Regions from separate parts of the Mus musculus genome. Here region 1 is linked to region 2. A link is a contact called in public promoter capture Hi-C data. All regions are on one chromosome and are shown on one strand. The core of a region is the stretch at or near the end of the contact, and the rest is flanking DNA. Distances in the headings are between cores, read along the strand shown.

What was found. Promoter capture Hi-C pulls out the DNA fragments that hold promoters and counts their contacts.
Region 1: a contact with region 2 is called in a promoter capture Hi-C map of liver, with 3 times the contacts expected there. The contact joins the promoter of 5033421B08Rik here to the promoter of Apob in region 2. A contact is called at or near these places in 2 of 39 promoter capture datasets (the C10 cell line and liver) and 3 of 115 datasets of contacts at active chromatin or transcription factors (bone marrow-derived macrophages and embryonic stem cells).

Annotation. Positions count from the first base shown.
Region 1 is chr12:8,507,860-8,513,338 of GRCm38.p6, reverse strand. 5033421B08Rik (a long non-coding RNA gene) reads right to left here and starts at 2,176. Exons shown (of 4, transcript XR_872469.3): 1 at 1,875-2,176.
Region 2 is chr12:7,974,595-7,980,165 of GRCm38.p6, reverse strand. Apob (apolipoprotein B) reads right to left here and starts at 2,489. Exons shown (of 29, transcript NM_009693.2): 1 at 2,306-2,489; 2 at 1,915-1,953; 3 at 798-913. The coding sequence starts at 2,387.

The sequences.
Region 1 (5,479 bases), core at 927-3,426, 530 kb before region 2:
CACATAAAGTACACTACTCCTATGAAAATTAAAACCAGGTGTGATGATACATACCTTCAATCCCAGGACTCGGGAGGCAGAGGCAAGGGGATCTCTGTGAGTTCTGGGCCAGCCTGGTCTACAGAGTGAGTTCCAGGACAGCTAGGGGGATTACATAGAGAAATCCTGTCTCCAGACAGACAGACAGACAGACAGACAGACAGACACCCAAAACAAGAAAGAAAGAAAGAAAGAAAGAAAGAAAGAAAGAAAGAAAGAAAGAAAGAAAGAAAGGAAGGAAGAAAGGAAGGAAGGAAGGAAGATCAAAACACCATCAAGTATTTAGGATGCACTTGTATTTTTAGCTGTATACAAAATAACACCTCTGAGAGACAGAGCTTCTGAGGGGCAGGGCTGAGGAAGGGGTACACCAGAGCTTTGAACGTATGTCTGTGATATGAGAAAAGTACAGAATATTCAGCAACTAACTGCAAAACGCGATAGATGGCAGATATTACTTTCTGTATTTTATATTTTAGAATCATAAGATAAAAATACATTAAGTTCCCCTTCTCTTCTGACCAAATATCTTTTCTTTAGTTCAATGTCTCCCTTGTAATGACACAGAGTGTCTTTATGCAGCCCTGGCTGATATGGAACTTGCTATGTATGTAGGTCAGGCTGGACTTAAATTTGTGGTGACCTTGACTTTGCCTTCCAAATACTGGGATTATATCTGTGGGCTACCACCACCAATAGACTAAAATAAATTATTAAACTAGGGAGCAAGACAGTGCTTCTCTAACTTTAATATTCAGATTGCCTGGAGATCTTGTTAAAATCTGTATTCCAATTTTGTAGATCCAGGGATAGGTTAGGGCTTGAGCCTCTGCATTCCAAAAGCTTTTAGGGCATGCAAAATTAGCTTTCCTTTGGACCACACTTTGCCTGGGGTCCCACTGAGTCCCTTCTGGCTATACCATTCTAGGTGTGTCCTTGTGTCCCACTAACATCCTGACGTGTTTAAGCCTGTATAGATAGATGCTGTTAGGAGAGAAGGAAGTGGGAGAAGGGCTTGAGTCTGTGGGAACATCAGGGCTCCAGACAGTGACTCCAACTCCTACACAGATATAAATCCAGCTCTCTTATGCTTTTGGGCTCTCACATGTAACTCAGGAAGAGGGCCCTGGAATCGAAACACACACACACACACACACACACACACACACACACACACACGAACACAGGATATTGGGAACATTTAAGTGGCCAGCAAAGTCAAAAGCTGCAGGTTAGAAGGCTTCTAATTCAGTATATTTTGTAGTTTTGACTCCAAATCTGCAGAGTAACAGGCTGAACACCGAGGTGGGTATCCTGTGTTACAGTCTTGGGTTAGACTCTACTCTTTTTTTAAGGGGAACTGATGAAAGCCTTCAACTAACTAGACGAGACCCACCTACAGTTTTGAGTGTAACCTACTCCAAGACTGCAGCTTTTGGTGTTAATCTGTCTTTTCAGAAAATGCTCTTGCATTTAGATGAATGCTGTGTGGTGGAGCATTTGAGCATCGCAGTGTAGCCAAGTCCCTGGTAGGAGCCCTAGGGTGCCGAGTGCAAGGAGCCTCAATTAGTAGTGTTTCACAGGCCTTGTAGCCACTCACTGCTGTGGGAACTGTGTCTGGGAGCCACTGGGCGAGGGTTGTTTATGCATGAAGTATCTCAAGGAAACCCCTTTCCTGTCTCAGATGATCACCCCAGACTTTGCCTCATATGCCTTTCCTCTCTGCTGATTCTGCTTTGTGCTGTACCCTGCCATAAATCACATCTACGGAACATTTCCAGGCTTATCACTGGATTATCGATCAAAGGAAATCTTGGAGACGACTATTTACTTACCTTCAACTGCTCTGATCTAGACTTGGCCGACCTCCAGTTCCAGTAAATGCCTCTCCCCGACCTATACTCCCAGTCTCCTATTCAGCCTCCTATACAGAATCCAGATCGCTGTGCCATCTCACGCCTCTCACGTGTTCTCCATTTGGCCGGGCTAACTTCCACGATACCAAGTCTCAGCATGTTTTGTTATCCAGTGCTGCGGAACAAGCCACCTCCAAACCCTGTGGCTTAAGACAACAACAGCTCATCATGTCTCATATCTCCGTGGGTTGATGAGTCAGGCGGTTCTTCAGCTTCCCAGGGGTTGGTCGGGAGTTTAGGGTGGAAATTTCTAGTGGCTCCACCCACACAGATGGCAGCACCAGCTGTTAGTTCAGCTGAGGCTAATGGCCAAGGTCACAGTTCTCTTCCATACGGGGCTTCTATGTAAGACTGGTTGATTTTCTTCAGAGCGTGGTGGGTGGGTTCCAGGGGAAATTTTTTTATTCCTAAAGAGCAAGACCACAGCAAGCTGCAGCTTGCATCAATCATGGCGAGATACCATTGAGGTAAGCTGGTGTTCCTGGCCAAACTCACAATCATTATAGGAGGGAGCTACACAAAGAAACTAGTGCTTGAGGGTGGAGTTTAATGGAGATTGCCAAAGAGCAATATGTCATTTATTCGAGTCTTCTCAGACCTTTGTATGCCACTCCCCTTGTACTTAACTTATAGCACTTACCCCATCAGCTGGAAGTAGCAGGTTTGGTTGCAAGAATTTTCCTGGACTGGAGCTCCTTTGAGAGCACACACTATCTGTGTTCTCCCTCTGTCCCAATCCTAAGTACACCCTGCTAGAAGGATTCATGGTAAAACTAGGGGAGTCACGATTACCACCTGTTTCCTATTTGCCAGACTCAAGCCCTATCAGTTAGACTTCGGAAGCTGAATAGACAGTTACACTGTCCTCAGAGTGTGGCAGCCAGGTGCTGTAAATAGATTCCTGGCAGATAGGAAGCATCTAGTAACCCTTAATGGCATCAATAAACACACGACAGAGTGAACTTCCTAGTTAATCATTGAGATTTCCACGTTGTAAATGCATCAGATTCTTTTTCTTTGTGACAGGGTCTCCCTCTGGTGCCTTGGCTGGCTTGGAAGGTACCATGTCGGTCAAGCTGCCCTAAACCTCACAATGACCCACCTGCCTCTGCCCCGTTGGGTGCTAGGGTTATTGGTGTGTTCCACTGTATCTTGTCTTTTCAGTTTTGTTTTTGTTTTTTTAGACATACACTGTGATCAAGATGAGAAAAAACACACATTCCGTAGATGAAGCAAGTTCATCAAAGTTGTCTTTAGGAGGCTTCTTTGGCCTCTCTTTGGGACAATTTCCTAGGAATACAGTTTCATTTGCTAAATCATGCTACACAGTTTTGTGTCAGGAAAGGACGAGGCACAGCCCATGAACGTGTTCTCTGATTCCCAGACTCTGGGGTTCTGAGCACTTAACTCCTAATGCAGGCTCCATCTATAAATAGTCACAGACACGTCTTCAGTGGCAACACACTGGAGTGTGGCAATCCATTGTGAACTCAGCTCCTCCCTACTGCAAAATTCTGACTTCATCAGAGAGCAGCAGGGGTGAATCATTCCTGTGCAGAGGCGCCAATGACATCATTCACTTTTTAAGAACCAGAGAGAGAGAGGTTGATGTTCTATTCTGTGTTTCCCTTTGGGACAAGGTTCTCTACCCCACTGTAGGCACCTGTCAGCTATGGGAACGACCCCTTACTTAAGACCTCCGCCAGCTTCTGCCTTTGGAATGCAGTGTTTAAAACTCAAATAAAAGAAGATTTGACTTAGTGCTATCCAATACCAAATGGTCAACCCTGAAAACATATAGATAAGTAACAAGTTGCCTGAGTAGGTTATATTTAGAAATATGTATAAATATATGTAATAACAATAAAAAAAAAGAGGCCATGAATTTTACAGAGAGCAAGGAGAGGCATATGGGAGGATTAAGAGTGAGCAAAGAGAAGGAAGAGATGATGTAATTATAATATCAAACATACATATTTATAAATATAATATATAAAAATATATAAAGGCTGGGCAGTGGTGCCGCATGCCTTTAATCTCAGTACTTGGGAGGCAGAGGCAGGTGGATCTCTGAGTTCGAGGCCAGCCTGGTCTATAGTATGAGTTCCAGGGCAGCCAGGGCTACACAGAGAAACCCTGTCTTGAAAAATCAAAAAAAAAAAATTAAACAATTTTAGGAAGGAAGAGAAGAGGAAGGGAGGGGAGGAAGAAAAATAAAATAAAAAGATCATCTTTCTGTTTTATAAAAGATTCTTTGTTGTTACTTTTTTTGGGGGGAGGGGCAGGTTATGAGACAGGGTTTCTCTGTGTAGCCCTGGCTGTCCTGGAACTTACTCGTAGACCAGGCTGGCCCGAATTCAGAAATCCACCTGCCTCTGCCTCCCAAGTGCTGGGATTAAAGGCATGTGCCACCATTGCCCGACTTTGTTGTTACTTTTAAGTTTTTACTTATTATTGAAAGGATTGGTATGGGCTCAGGATCTCCAAGACCAAGTTCTTAGAACAAAGGAGATTTGTTTGCCTTGGAGAAACAAAGGACCGGGAATAAAAAACAAAGACAGGAATAAAGATAAAGACAAATAGATAAAGACGAAGATAGGGGTTGAGGAAGAAGGAAAATGGAACAAGGGAGGCATGGAGGGGTGTTTGTCCTAGAACACAATAAAGGACTGCCTTTGGATAGAGAGGAGACAGATGTGGCCCATAGGCAAGTGGCACTTTATAAAGGTAAAATGGGAAACACAGAGTTAGCATGAGGTGCTTAACTTTAACTGAGCATGTTAATCAGGTGATGAACCAAAGGAGGCTTTTGATTGGTGGACTTAAATACCTTGATAGGTGGACCTTGGTAGTCAGCCTCAGGAGGAGGAAGTAGCCAAATAAGGGAATAGACGTTTGGGGCTAGCTTTAGGAATCCGATCTAATGGTTTTTATTAAGGCAGAGAGAATGGAGAAGGACAACAAGGCCTGACAGAGCCACCATTGCCACGCTCAGGCTGGCTAGAGTCCCTTCTATTATTGGGGTTCCTTTAATTAATATTCACACATTGTTGTGAATATTGTCAGCAGACAGTTGTGTGGAGTCGGATCTCTTCTTCTTCCTCCCTGGGCTTCCATGACTGGCTGAACTCGGGTCCCATGTTTGTGTCTAAGCATCTTCACCTGCTTAGGCCTCGCAGGCACTGACTGTAGTTAGTGTTTCAGTAGAAGGACTGACTGGCCAGCTCCCCCTTGCTCCATGTAAGTGCATTTCACACAGCTCAGGATCAAACTTGCTCTGTTGGAATTAGCCAGGTCCATCTGTGCTTTCATTGAATAGTAACCTGCTTTATTTGTAACTTCTGGATTTCTAGCCAGAGTGTGGTAGCACTGGGGAGGCACAGACAGGTAGATCTCTTGAGTTCGAGGCCAGCTTGGTCTACAGAGGGAGTTCCAGGACAGCCAGGGCTACACAGAGAAACCCTGACTTGAAAAAACAAATAACAAACCAAAAATTTAAAAATTAACTAAATAATCAAACAAAT
Region 2 (5,571 bases), core at 1,240-3,739:
GCAAACAAAAATAAATAGCAAGCAGGAAAAGCGAATGCTTTCCTGACATCGTTTCCCCAAACCATAGCTATGAGCCTGATGAGAGCTTCCTATGTGGGCAGAATTGAAAGGGACCCTTGGTTGTTTTCTGGAACCATTTCAGAACACTCCAGTGAGATGGAGAAGCTCGTGTTTGTGCTGTCTGACCTAATGCGGCAGCATGAGCCACAGGTGTGTGTTGGCTACATTGAAATATGGCCAGTGAGAATAAAAGTTGCATTTATTCAACTTAAATGGCCACAGGTAGCCAATGCCCATTGCGTTTAACTCTACAGACCAGCACTATGGTCCACGAGGGAAGAGGATAACTTAGCAAATGGATTTCTCTTCCCACACAGACCTCAATAGCAGCTCTTGGCTATGCTTTATGAGAACAGACAGGTGTCTAACAAGTCTCCTGAGAAGCAGCCTATCGTTTGAACAAACCAGGTATTTAAATGTTTCTCCATTTTATGCTTGACACCATAAATGTTGCATGCCCAGCGTTCTCCTGCAAAGACCACCTTCTTTTCTGTACTCACTGGATCTCTCTCATGGTCAGATCTACATGCCAATCCTGCTGGCTTCCTAGACCATGCCCCCCAATTACACTTTGGAAGCTAATGGGAGGAAAACTTGGCTGGAAATTTGGAAGTCTTCATTCAAGTGGGGTATCGTCAGTTGAGGTGCTGGGAAGTGCTAGAAGGTTCTATGAGGGGCTCCTGGTGGAACAAGGCTAGGCTTCAGCTGCAGGTTTCTCCAGCCCTTGTCCTCCGTACCTTACAGTTGATCTTGGTGGCGCTTCTGGAGTCAGCTGTGCCCTGGACACCGCTGGAACTTTCAGCTTCATAGTTGTACACGTACTTTCGGAGGTGCTTGAATCGAGTTGCATCTTCTAAAGTGAAGAGGAAATAAGTCAGCCCTGGAGATGAAACAACTCTCTAAAGGCAGCCGCTGCCAGGCAGATTGGGACCGTGGCACAGGCGATAAAGGTCACTGAGCACGAGTTAGTTGTGCTTGACTTTGTACTACACACCATTGGTCTCTATAGACTTAACATCGCCACCATCTTGGCTGAGAATGGTGTTTAATCATTTGGGATTCCACGAAAGGGAGGGCCAAGCATCGATTAAATGGAACTGCAGAAATCCATGTGATGAGCCTTTGAAATTTTAAGTTATCAAAGGGACAGGGCTAAGTGTTTTCTCAGTTTGAAAATGCTATCGTGACTAGAACCTATGAAGTACCGGACACAAAGTTAGCTGTTAAGGCTGTCTGGTTGACTTCTAGAAACCCCCTCCATAAAAAGAAACTTCTGGCAGATTCCACTGTCCATGACAGGAATTTTTTGATTGTGAGAAAAATAACTGGTTAGGAACCCGGATGTAGTACTGCCATATGGCCACCAGATGGAGATGCTGCCCCATCAGAGGAGAGGCCAATCCTAGCGCTCTGCGGAGGAAGCTGGGTATTGCGGCAAAGCCTGATCCTCTGACCCCTAGGGTAGAGTAAATAGGAAGGGGTGGAGGGGTCTGGTGTTCTGCACAAAGGTTAAAGTCGGCATTTCTTCATCCTCACATACTCTGAATCAGTGATTAGTCATCGATAAACAGCACAGCAATGTCTCTCTACAGTGCCCACAGTCTCATCGCTACCCCACTTCAGAACCAAGTCTTGGTACAGACAAGAAAGGCAATACACAAAGAGCAGAGATCCTTTGTTGGAGGAGTCTGGGTGCACAGAGACTCAAAGTCTTCACTTGCAGGGGTCTGAGCAGTGCTTCCTAATCCGAGCAAGCAAACGGGTTCTACGTGGGAGGAACGGGGGCACAGGAGGGTGGATGGAGAGGAGCGTCAGGGTGAGAAGTACCAAGGCGGCCAGTGAAAAATGCCTTACTTGGACAGCTGAAGCTTAAGTTTTCCAGGACTTCATCTTCTGTAAGAGAAAAGGAGAACCTTGGCTTTCTTGTGTTTTCCAGTGGGTTCCATGGCCTGACAGGAGGGAGCCCTCACAACCTAAATTATCTTAGAGCTATCCAGAGCCTTCTTTCTAACTCCCCTGTACAGTGCCCTCACCCGGAACCCAGGAGCCTGCTAGATCTTGTTTTTTTCATCACCCCCCGCCCCCTCCCTAGGACCCTGCGGCTGCCTTCCCTCTCACCTAGCCCAAGCTACCTAATAGCCAGCCTGCCACCAGTTTCTACCCCAGGATGTAACTGGTGGTCTGTAGCACAGCCCAGCGCTCTGTCCCCACGCTGGCTTTCTCCCAGGCTTCCACCCTAACTCACGAGCCCAGACGCTGGTGTCCAAGAACAGTAGCAGGAACAGCAGCAGTAACGGCGTCCGCAGGGCAGGCTTTCGTGGGCCCATGGCGGATGGATGGTGGGGTGGCTTCCTGGCTGTGGCCTGGCCACGGGCCTAGCCCCTGCTGCTTGCTCTACAGGGTCTTCGGAGGCGGAGCTCAGGCAGGTACTTGATCCACTGCAGGCACTGATGAGACTGCCTGGCCCTTTGAAAAGTGCTCCATTTATAGGAGGAGCTGGCTTAAGGAGAATTGCCAAAGGTCCAAAGGGCACGGCCCGGGCCTGTTTGCTTTTCCATACAAGCGCATTTCTAGGTGGATAAGACTGGATCTGATGGTGGTCTCACTGCTGGTTCAAACGCCGCCACCTGGGGCTCCCCCCACCCCCGAACTTGTGTTTCTTTCCTCAGGGGGTCGCAGGTCGATAGTGGACTTATTATCCCGTCAGCATGCCCTGACTTTCTCCAGGAGACCACCAACCATAGGGATGATGTCATACCCTGTACCCCGCTCCTGCTCTGACTCCGGAGCCCTTTGGAAAAATGTTCTTTACGCACTGGTGGGGGCTTCTTCCTAAGCTCCTTCCCATTTTGGTGGACTTTGGTTTTGAATAAACAATCCTGTCCTAACTAATTTAGCAAGGTGGGAAGAGAAAGGGGGAAGTCTGGTGTGTGCTTGGGTTTGGTGTCCAAGTCTCACAGAAAACTAGTGAAGAGGGGGGCCCAGAGATGATCAGCTCCCGGGGTCCACTGTGGGCAGCGCCAGTCATGGAAGAAAGCTGGTGGGGTGGAATTGTGATGGTCTGGAAGGCGAATGTCTGTGATGGGCTGTGTGGTCTTAGCACCTCCAGTCTAGTGGCGAGGCAATCTGCCCCACAGACAGGGAGCTTTGGGTGAGCAGGGCATGGCGAACATCACTCTGTATGGGTGTTTGGAGCCAGAGGAGTGGAAATGGGTCGTAGCCTAGGGACAAAAGTCGTTAGAGTATGTCAGGTGTGTGTGTGTGTGTGTGTGTGTGTGTGTGTGCGTGTATATATAGGTTCATGGGCATGCACGCATAGAAATGCATGAACCTGTGTACATGCATACAGAGGCCATAAGCCAACTTTGAGTGTTTTTTTTTTTTTTTTTTTTTTTTAAAGATTTATTTATTATATGTGAACACAATGTAGCTGTCTTCAGACACACCAGAAGAGGGCATCAGATCTTATTATAGATGGTTGTGAGCCACCATGTGGTTGCTGGGATTTGAACTCAGGACCTTCGGAAGAGTAGTCAGTGCTCTTAACCACTGAGCCATCTCTCCAGCCCTTGAGTGATTTTCAAAATCACTCTTTACCTTAGCTTTTGAGGCACTGATCCTGGAACTCGCTAACTAGCTTGACTTGACCAGCTGCAGCAAGCTCCAAGGACTGTGTGTCCAAGTCCTCAGCCCTGGGGCTCCAAGAGTATGCTGTGTCTGTCTTTATCCAGTGAGCGCTGTACTCAGGTCCTCTTGGTCATAGGGCAAGCACTTTCTGTCCAGGACCTACAGTGTGGCACTTCTGCTTGATTCATGTGGCAAGCTTCTTTTGGAATCGTTCAAATGTTCTGATGAGTCTCCCCGATGCTTCTAGAGCATCGGCTATGGACCCATAGAGCAGCAGACACAGCCTCCCTTGAGCAAACACACCCTCCCATTTTCTCAGAAGAGACTCATCATCACATTTAGTCACTCTCTGTGCCTGACTCTTCATATCTGTCCTCACTGAGATGGTGACTGTAGCTACAAATTCCCCATGGGCAGCTAAACTCCCTTTAGTGGTTTGCTGCTTTGGGTTGTGCATGCCCATGTCCAAAGGTGGTCATTTTAGGGGTCTCACCTGAAGGCTAGCCAAGACCCACAGCACTAAAGGACGGGTAAAGTTATTACTCGGAAGCCTCTTTTCTCTGAGCACGGAACTAACACTGTTAGTGTTTGGAAATGGTTCTGCTTCCCCGCTTTGCTCCAGGGGAACTGGGCGAGAAGAGAAACAGAAATGAGAAGGGGAAGGATTACAGTAAATGAACAAAGTCCAGACTCTCTCTGTTGCTGACAGAGGAAGCCCATGACCTATTGTTAGCATCATTGGGGGATGTCATTTCTACGACTTGGGTATGAAGTATGGATTCAATAACCTGGATGCAGAGAAGATGCTGAGATACTCGGATGCTCAGAACCATCTCTACAGCAAAAAGCTCAAGCCTCTGAAGTCTTGAGTTCAGCTAATTTTTCTTCTCTTGGTGGCCTCTGGAGAATGTCCCCTAGGCTGGGGCTCAGCCTCTGTTCTTATCTGTGGACAGGGTCCAGTGCACAGGCACCACACAGCAAATGTCACAGTGCTGAGCTGACAGAGGACACTCAGAAATGCTGAAAGGGCCACATGTCGATTTTCCTTAAATTACAAAATCTGCCTCGATGCTTGGCTAAAAGCCATCTGGAGGTATTTGTGACCACCACTGCGACCTTCACTCATCTCTTTTAAGCACAGCCCTTCTCAGCTCATTGCACTGAACAACTTGGAAATTTCAAAGGCCAGTTTGCAGAGAGACTTCAAATAAAATGAAGATCCAGGAGACCCCGGAGTATAAGCACCTCGTTGAGCAGAGAAAATCCCGGTCCCTAGAGAGACTACTTGCTATGTGGATATTTGGCTCAAGAGAGGTGGGGTTGAATTCTAGCTGACTTCATGGAAGGTTGCAAGACATCAACCTTCTAGGTCTCTGTGTGGTCACAGGATTAATAGTATCTATTTTCTAGAATTTTTTTTTTGAAAATTAAGGAAAATGATGTGAAATACAAGCCATCTAGCAAGATGTCTGGGAAATAGAAGGCATTTGATAAGGAATAATGGTTACCACTCCTTATGTGTATGTTACAGTGGGTGCATGTTTGTTGGGTACCTGTCTGAACTCAGTAAGCACAATACAGAAGCAGAGGTTAACAGAACACAGGTGGCGACTCAGGGCCAAGGGAAAGGGCTGTGGGGGGAGAGCATCTGTGAGGGATCGAGGTCCCGAATCACCATCCATTTGCATCTCAGATTTCTGAGTGTTTAACATTACTCTTCCCAAAGTAGACGGAGACCCTGCTAACGCAAGCTGCCTAGGAGCTGTCACCGACCTTACACACAGACAAATCTCAGCTTGTCACTATGACTTATCAGCTCACGAATGCAAAGTCCTGTTGGTTGGACAACCAATTTAATAGTCACAGGGCTCTGGAGTTTCTCTG